Linked DNA regions of Sus scrofa: region 1 is linked to region 2. The links are chromatin contacts, called in public HiChIP or PLAC-seq maps. All regions are on one chromosome and are shown on one strand. Each heading gives the region's core, a stretch centred on a gene start, on an enhancer-like site or on the middle of the called end of the contact. The rest is flanking DNA. Distances are from core to core; before and after follow the strand shown.

The links. HiChIP or PLAC-seq counts read pairs in DNA pulled down with a chosen protein or histone mark.
Region 1: an H3K27ac HiChIP or PLAC-seq map of alveolar macrophages shows a contact between it and region 2. The contact joins the promoter of FER1L5 here to the promoter of COX5B in region 2. A contact is called at or near these places in 1 of 47 Hi-C or Micro-C datasets (heart right ventricle) and 1 of 2 datasets of contacts at active chromatin or transcription factors (alveolar macrophages).

What each region holds. Positions count from the first base shown.
Region 1 is chr3:56,957,901-56,961,131 of Sscrofa11.1, forward strand. It overlaps FER1L5 (fer-1-like protein 5), which reads right to left and starts at 1,680. Exons shown (of 55, transcript XM_021088398.1): 1 at 1,645-1,680; 2 at 1,128-1,400. The coding sequence starts at 1,680. It overlaps KANSL3 (KAT8 regulatory NSL complex subunit 3), which reads left to right and starts at 1,283. Exons shown (of 23, transcript XM_021087273.1): 1 at 1,283-1,625; 2 at 2,271-2,393; 3 at 2,396-2,534. The coding sequence starts at 2,321.
Region 2 is chr3:56,630,344-56,633,730 of Sscrofa11.1, forward strand. COX5B (mitochondrial cytochrome c oxidase subunit Vb) reads right to left here and starts at 1,764. Exons shown (of 4, transcript NM_001007517.1): 1 at 1,647-1,764; 2 at 1,036-1,109; 3 at 764-863; 4 at 1-146. The coding sequence starts at 1,749. The coding sequence ends at 34.

The DNA.
Region 1 (3,231 bases), core at 430-2,929, 330 kb after region 2:
TGCCACACAGGAACATGAGTCCAGTGCTGCCACAGTCTCCAATTTTTTAAGAGATCTGTATATCTGGATTTTTGCATGAAATCTCCCAAATTTAAATATTTGCAGTAAATAATTAAATACATATTTGCGATGAAATAAAATTTTAAAAAAGTAGCGTGTAGGCCAAAGAAAGTGGTGTTGGGCTGTAATTGGTCCATTCACTCTCTCTCTGTAGGTCCTTAGCAACCTTTCCAATCTCTCTGCAGTGGCCTGGTCCTTTCAGCCCAAACTTAGGTGACTTCATCTTCATGATTCCACTCATATTCCCACTCTGGAAATCTTTTTCTATAAATTTCTGTTCTTATCATTCTCTCCGCCACCCAGTGAGTAAGTATTTGCACTTTCAGAGATGAAGAGGGTACACTGAGATCTCACTGGGGTCATAAAAGCAGGGAGTTAGGTGCAGGAGCTGAGATTCCAAACCTCCAGGTCTAAGCAGCACTGCTTAGGGCGATCTGGACACATCTACGCAAAGCCCTGGATAAATTTTTCTTTTATTCTATTGTTTAATATATTTTTTAGAGCAGTTTAAGGCACACAGCACTTCTTTTATTTTCGCACTTATTTTTATTGTGGTTGTTGCTTAAGTGATCTCTTCTTCTTCTTCTTTTTTTTTTTTTTTGGCCGCACCCATGGCACATAGAAGTTCCCCTGGCCAGGGATGGAACACACGCCACAGTAGTACCGGATCAGCTGCAGTGACAACGTCGGATCTTTAACCCGCTTCGCCGCAAGGGAATTCCTAACTTTTTTTTACATTTAAGTATAGTTGCTTTACAACATTGTGCTAGTTTCAGGCGCACAGTATTTGAAGTAAATACTGCACGCTTAGGTGGGACTGATCTGGGAGAAGCGGAAAGTAGGTTGCACGCCCTCCCAGCCCTGGCTAGGGACCTGGCAAAGCAACCGTGGCGGTCACTGAGAACGGACGCTGCAGAAGCCAGCCTCCTCTCTCGCCCTCGCTTTCCCTGCTGAAGATGCAGAAGGCCGAAACTCGGAATTCCGCGCTGTGAGCGGCAGAGACCCGCACGCGTTCCCGGGGCTCCTCTTCCCGCGCAGTTACATCCTCTCCCGGTTTTGCAGCTCACCGCCCCTCCCTTCCCAGGCCGTGATCCGCTTCCGCGTTTCGCTCTGTGCCCGGAGCTCCGGGGCGAGGAGGCGGTAACGCGCACGCGCGCTGGGATCCGGCCCGGGCCGAGCGCGCGGCGCGACGACTGCGGGTGAGGGGAGGCGCGGCCCTGGCAGGGGGTGGCGGGCCCCGGCGGTGGCGGCGCTGGTCTGGCGGGCGGGGGTCTCAGCGAGAACCTCCGGACTCTCCGGTCATGCGGGGACAGGGGGCTGGAGCCCGGGGCCCGGGCGGCCTGGGTCAGACGGCCGTGTGGGGCAGGGGGCGGACTGGGGTTGCCGTGACGCGGGAGCTGAGCTGGGCCCGGGCCGGCGGGAGGCGGGTTCCTGGCGGCTCCTCCTCGTCGCGAACTCTCGGTGACCTTGGCCAATTCACTCCGTCTCCTTGAGCTGGCGCCTTCGTCTGTAAAGTGTGAATTACAAGCCCTGCCTGCCAGCTGTGGCGGTTTTGAGGCTCAAGGGTGGGACCCCCCGGGGTACCTGGAGTAGCGGGCCGTTCCTGGGGGACCACCCCATCTACGGTGAGGGGGGGGGTCTTCCTGGCTTAGCATTTTGTTACAGGCTTTGAGAAGGAGCTCTCGTCTGTGTCTTAAAACTCCAGAGCGTTATGAAGTAGTTGCAAAACTTTTGCTTAACGTAGACAAGGGACCTCGAGGGCCTCCTTGGAGCCCACGTTGCCCAGCTGTTACCCAGGATGCTCTTATTTTGTGACTGGAGGCGGCCCAGTGAAGCTTCCGGGAATAGTGTGAAGCTGGAGACCCTTAGCTTTGGAAGAATCAATATTTTTGATTCCTCTTGTTTGCCCAAACCCATGCCAGCCACAGGGGAAACTGATGCTGGCCAAGCAAATTTAGTATTTGTCCATGTGAGACCTTGGAGTCCCTCAGCTTCCCAATGAACCGAATTTTGTAGAAATTGAAGAGGAAGATGGTGCCATAGCCTTTTGAGGACTCTTAGGAGCGCTCCCTACATGGGCAAGGGTCTGTGATTTGATGGATCCTCAGTTATACATGATAGAAGGTCAAAAAAGTAAGCACATTAGATAGTATAGGCTGCAAGAGATTCAGAGCATCTGAATTGACTAAAACTGAAACTTTTCACTGCAGGTGACTAGCATGCAGATAGCCATTCTCTGACCTGCTGCCCTTCTTCTGACATGGCCCACCGAGGTGGGGAGAGGGACTTCCAGACCTCAGCGCGGCGCATGGGCACCTCGTTGCTCTTCCAGCTTTCGTGCATGAGCGGGAGCTGGACCTAGTGTTTCTGGACCATAGCTATGCCAAGCCTTGGAGTGCCCACCCAGATGCCAGTAGTGCCCGCCCCACCCGCATGCTCTTTGTTACTCCCCGGAGGCAGCACGAAAGTACCATGTGAGTTTGGGCTTCTTTCTTAAGGGCTGCCATTGCCCTAATTGGACAGGGAACAGATGGTGGGGATTAAAGAGGATTTTATTGTGGGAGATTGTCTGAGGGGCTTGGATGTTAAATTCAGGCGTTGCTGTTAAGCAGCGAGCAGATAGGCCTGTATGTAGACATCTTGCATTCAGGACATCTAATGAGTTAGGAAGGCAAGATATTCAAAGGAAGGCAAACAGCCTACTGCACTTAGGTAATAGGACTCGTGTGGAAAGAGGAATTGAATAGCATTATTTAAATTGTGAAGAAAAATACCAAAGAGTTAGTTTTTAAAAATTGCCGCATAGGATTAGATTTATTCTTTTAGTCCAGACAGAGTTCCTGGCTCCAGCACTGGCAACAGTAACCTTTTTGGTAGTTCAATTTACTTTTACTGGGGTCACCTTGTTTAGGAGCATATATATATGCCCAAGACCTTGGTTTCTGTCTTAGCTTCTTACAGAACTGTCACCATAGGTTGATTTTTTTTTTGTATTTTTGGGGTCGCACCCGTGGCATCTGGAAGTTCACAGGCTAGGGGTTAAGTCACAAGTGTAGCTGCCGGCTTACAACCCAGCCACAGCAACACCGGATCCTTAACCCACTGAGTGGGGTCAGGGATCAAACCCGAGTCCTCAAGGGTACTACTTGGGTTCCTTACTTAAGCACTGAG
Region 2 (3,387 bases), core at 514-3,013:
GCCAGCGCATCTTGAGTGTGTTAGTGCAGGGGCTCAGTGGGCCAGCTGGTGCGACACCAGCTTATAATGGGTTCCACAGCTGGGGCATCGCTGGGTCTCGCCTTTGTGCACCCAGAACCAGATGACAGTACTGTTGTCTTCTTCACCTGAAAGAACATAGGTGGTTGAAAGCTATCCAGCCTAGAAGAGGGGACTTTCAACATTAATCTCTTCTCTTCAGACACCTCTGAGACACAAAATTATGGCTGACACTGCCTAACAGGGTGTCTAGCAAAGGAGAAATACAATAAACACTTTCTAGATGAATACTCCTTCCTCATACTGCCTTTCCAATAAGGCAGTATTTTTTTCTTTTTTGCTATTTTTTTTTTTTTTATTAGGGCTGCACCTAATAAAAACAGCATATAGAAGTTCCCAGGCCAGGGGTCAAATCAGAGCTGCAGCTGCTGGCCTATGCCACAGCCCCAACACCAGATCCTTAACCCACTGAGCGAGGCCAGGGATCAAACCCACATCCTCATGGATATTAGTGTCTTGTTCATAACCCACTAAGCCGCAACAAGAACTCTCAATGAACCAATATTATTTATGTTCCAGGCCTCTCTCCCGTAAGGATCACCTACTCAAGCAGAGGGGTATGAGAGGGCCAAGACCCTTATAACAACTTATTTATACACACACAAAGCACAAGATATGAAAGAGCTTACAGACCTGTATAGTGGGCTATATTAAATGGGTAAGAAAATAGTGTTGAGGTACTTACAGATGCAGCCCACTATCCGCTTGTTGGTGATGGAGGGGACTAAATTAGGGTCTTCCTTGGTACCTGAGGCTGCCTTTGGGGCAAGTATATTGTATGGGTCCTGAAAAGACAAAATAAGAATCCATTATGCCAAATGACTCCTACCTTCTAGGGGTTAGCGGTATTGTTCCCACATGCCAGGTTTCCAGGATCAGTGAGGCCCAGAGAGGAGACTACTCTGATCCCATCCAAAACCATAAACTCCTAAGAAGACATATAAAGTTTCTCCTCACCAGTCCCTTGCGGGCGGCCATCATGACCTCCCTCTCCAGCCCAGTCGCCTGCTCCTCATCAGTAGGAACACCACCTGAAGAAAATATGGTAATTACCATGTCGTCTGAAATGATCACGATGGAAAATGCACATACGCAAACTGCTGCATATAGTTTTAGTGGGCTTATTGTCCCCTAAAGACCGGAGTCATGATACCCGAAAGTGGCAACATGGGGTGATCTTCACTTCCTTCGGCCACGGAGGCCGTTTTTCGACACATTTTTTTCCTAAAAGCAGGTTAATCAGAGTCCTAGTGGAATACATCCAACTTGAGATACGCGCGGGTCTAAGGAGGGGCTTAGCCCCACCCCCCATGTCCTGGCTGCAATCCCTGCCCATCAAGGTCATCTAGCATTTCAGTTAAGGATTCTTTGGCAGCGGGGTCAGTCTGGTGGTCGGCAGCAACGGCGGCCCAGGGTAACAGGGAGACGCCTGTGGAGCCTGAGGCCTTCGGGGCCAAGGGGCAGCCACTGCGGCCGCGAGGTACTGAAGGCTGTCCCCCGCCCCGCTGCCCCCACCACCCCGAGAGAGCAATGGCACGGGTCCCTGGCGCGCCGGGGGGGCCTAGTACCTCCAGATGCCATAGACCGCACAACGGCGACTCCATTGGGACCTCGGGCCCTCAAGGTCTGCGCGGCTAGCGCTCCAGCTCCACGGAGTAACCTTGAAGCCATCACGCCCGCTACAAATACCAGCACTTCCGGTAACAGGCTCCTGAGGTGCAGGGACTTCCGGGGGAGGGCTGCTTTCTGCGCAGAGTCCGCCTTCCGCTTCCTCCGGCCCCTAGACCGCCCCCCTCACGTGACTCCTCGGGGCGGCGGGGGGGGCGTTGGGGCAAGGCCTGCGCTTGCGCACCTGTGCCTCACTGCCCCGCCTTGCAGCCCCGAGGGCATGGAGGCGGTCACGGTTTCAATTGCAGGCTTCTGGGGGCTTTGCCCTTTAGTAACGCTCGGATTTGGTGCAACTCGTTTTACTTCCGTGGGACTCAGTGCCCCGCAGGTCAATGGAAAACCACGCTGGAGCCGATAGTTGTGCCGAGTAAACGTGGAGCCTGCTGACGGAAAACATTAAGCCTGCGTCGCTCAAGATACTTGCTGGATCCCAAAAGGTCCAAATTTAGGAGTAGGCTAGTTGTGGTGCTGGTTCACCTGGCCGTTTGTGAGCCACTGCGAACTTGTAACCCAGCCTAGGAGAACTTGAGCAGGAGCTCCCCGCAGTCCTAACGTCAGCTTCTTGTTACGGTGGTTTTGAGGTGATGAGGTTCAGGCCTGAGGCGAGGCTGGGGTGGCAGGGGAAGGGACGGTCAAATTGTGGGCCCTTCCTGGGAGCCAGGCCCTTGATGATATGGGGTAAGGTAAAGGGGTGGTTGCATTGGGAGGCTGTTAATTAAGAAGTTAAGGGAGGGAAGCAGGAAGCGGAGTTGGTGACGGGAAATGGAGCTCCAGCTCCAGAACGTACTGGGGCGAGTTCTCTTGTTTAAAACTGAAAACTTTTTGGCCTGTTTTTTGGTTTTGGCCCGGGTCTACAGCATGTGGAAGTTCCCCGGCCAGGGATGGAACCCATGCCAAAGGAGCGACCCAGGCTGCTGCAGTAGTACTGCTCGGTCCTTAACCTGCTGCACCACAAGAGAACTCCTAAAAGCTGAAAATGTCTTCTGTAGCCGCCCCCATTGCCCCGCAAGCTGAGGTGTGCAAGTTTCTGTAAACGCTGCCTTGTATGGATGGGCTCCTAGGAACTAGTTCCTGCTGTCGGTGTAGCCCTGTTACAGACTGGCTGCATGCAGCATCTTTTTCCCTATTGGGTAGAAAATTCTTTCACAACAGAAATTTTGCTCTATTCATCTTTGGATTCTCTGCCTTGCAGAGGTCTGACATATGGGATCAAGTAAGTTTTAGTAAGTTTAATTCTTGGTGAGAATATACAGAATCAGTATTGAGGGCCTCTCCTGGCCCATTGAGGTAAATTTGAGGTAAATTGGGAAGGGTTGAAATCCCAGGTATTCCCACTCGTACTGTGCAGGTTATATTTTCCAAAGGATCTGGTGGAGCATTCCTTCACATGAGCACAGCTGGTCTTTGTGGCTGCCCCTCCATCAAGAAGAAAATCATCTGTAAAGCCAAAGATGGTTTTGTTTTTTTTCCCTGGTCTTGTGGAAGTTCCCAGGCCAGGGATCTGGTGGCCTATGCTACAGCTGTAGCAATGCCAGGTCCTTAACCTGCTGTGTCACAAGGCAACTTCTGGCCAAAGATGACTTGATCCTCTTTAAAGGTGGGCTTTGCTTTGAATGGCTTCCGCTGTTACTCCCTTCACCC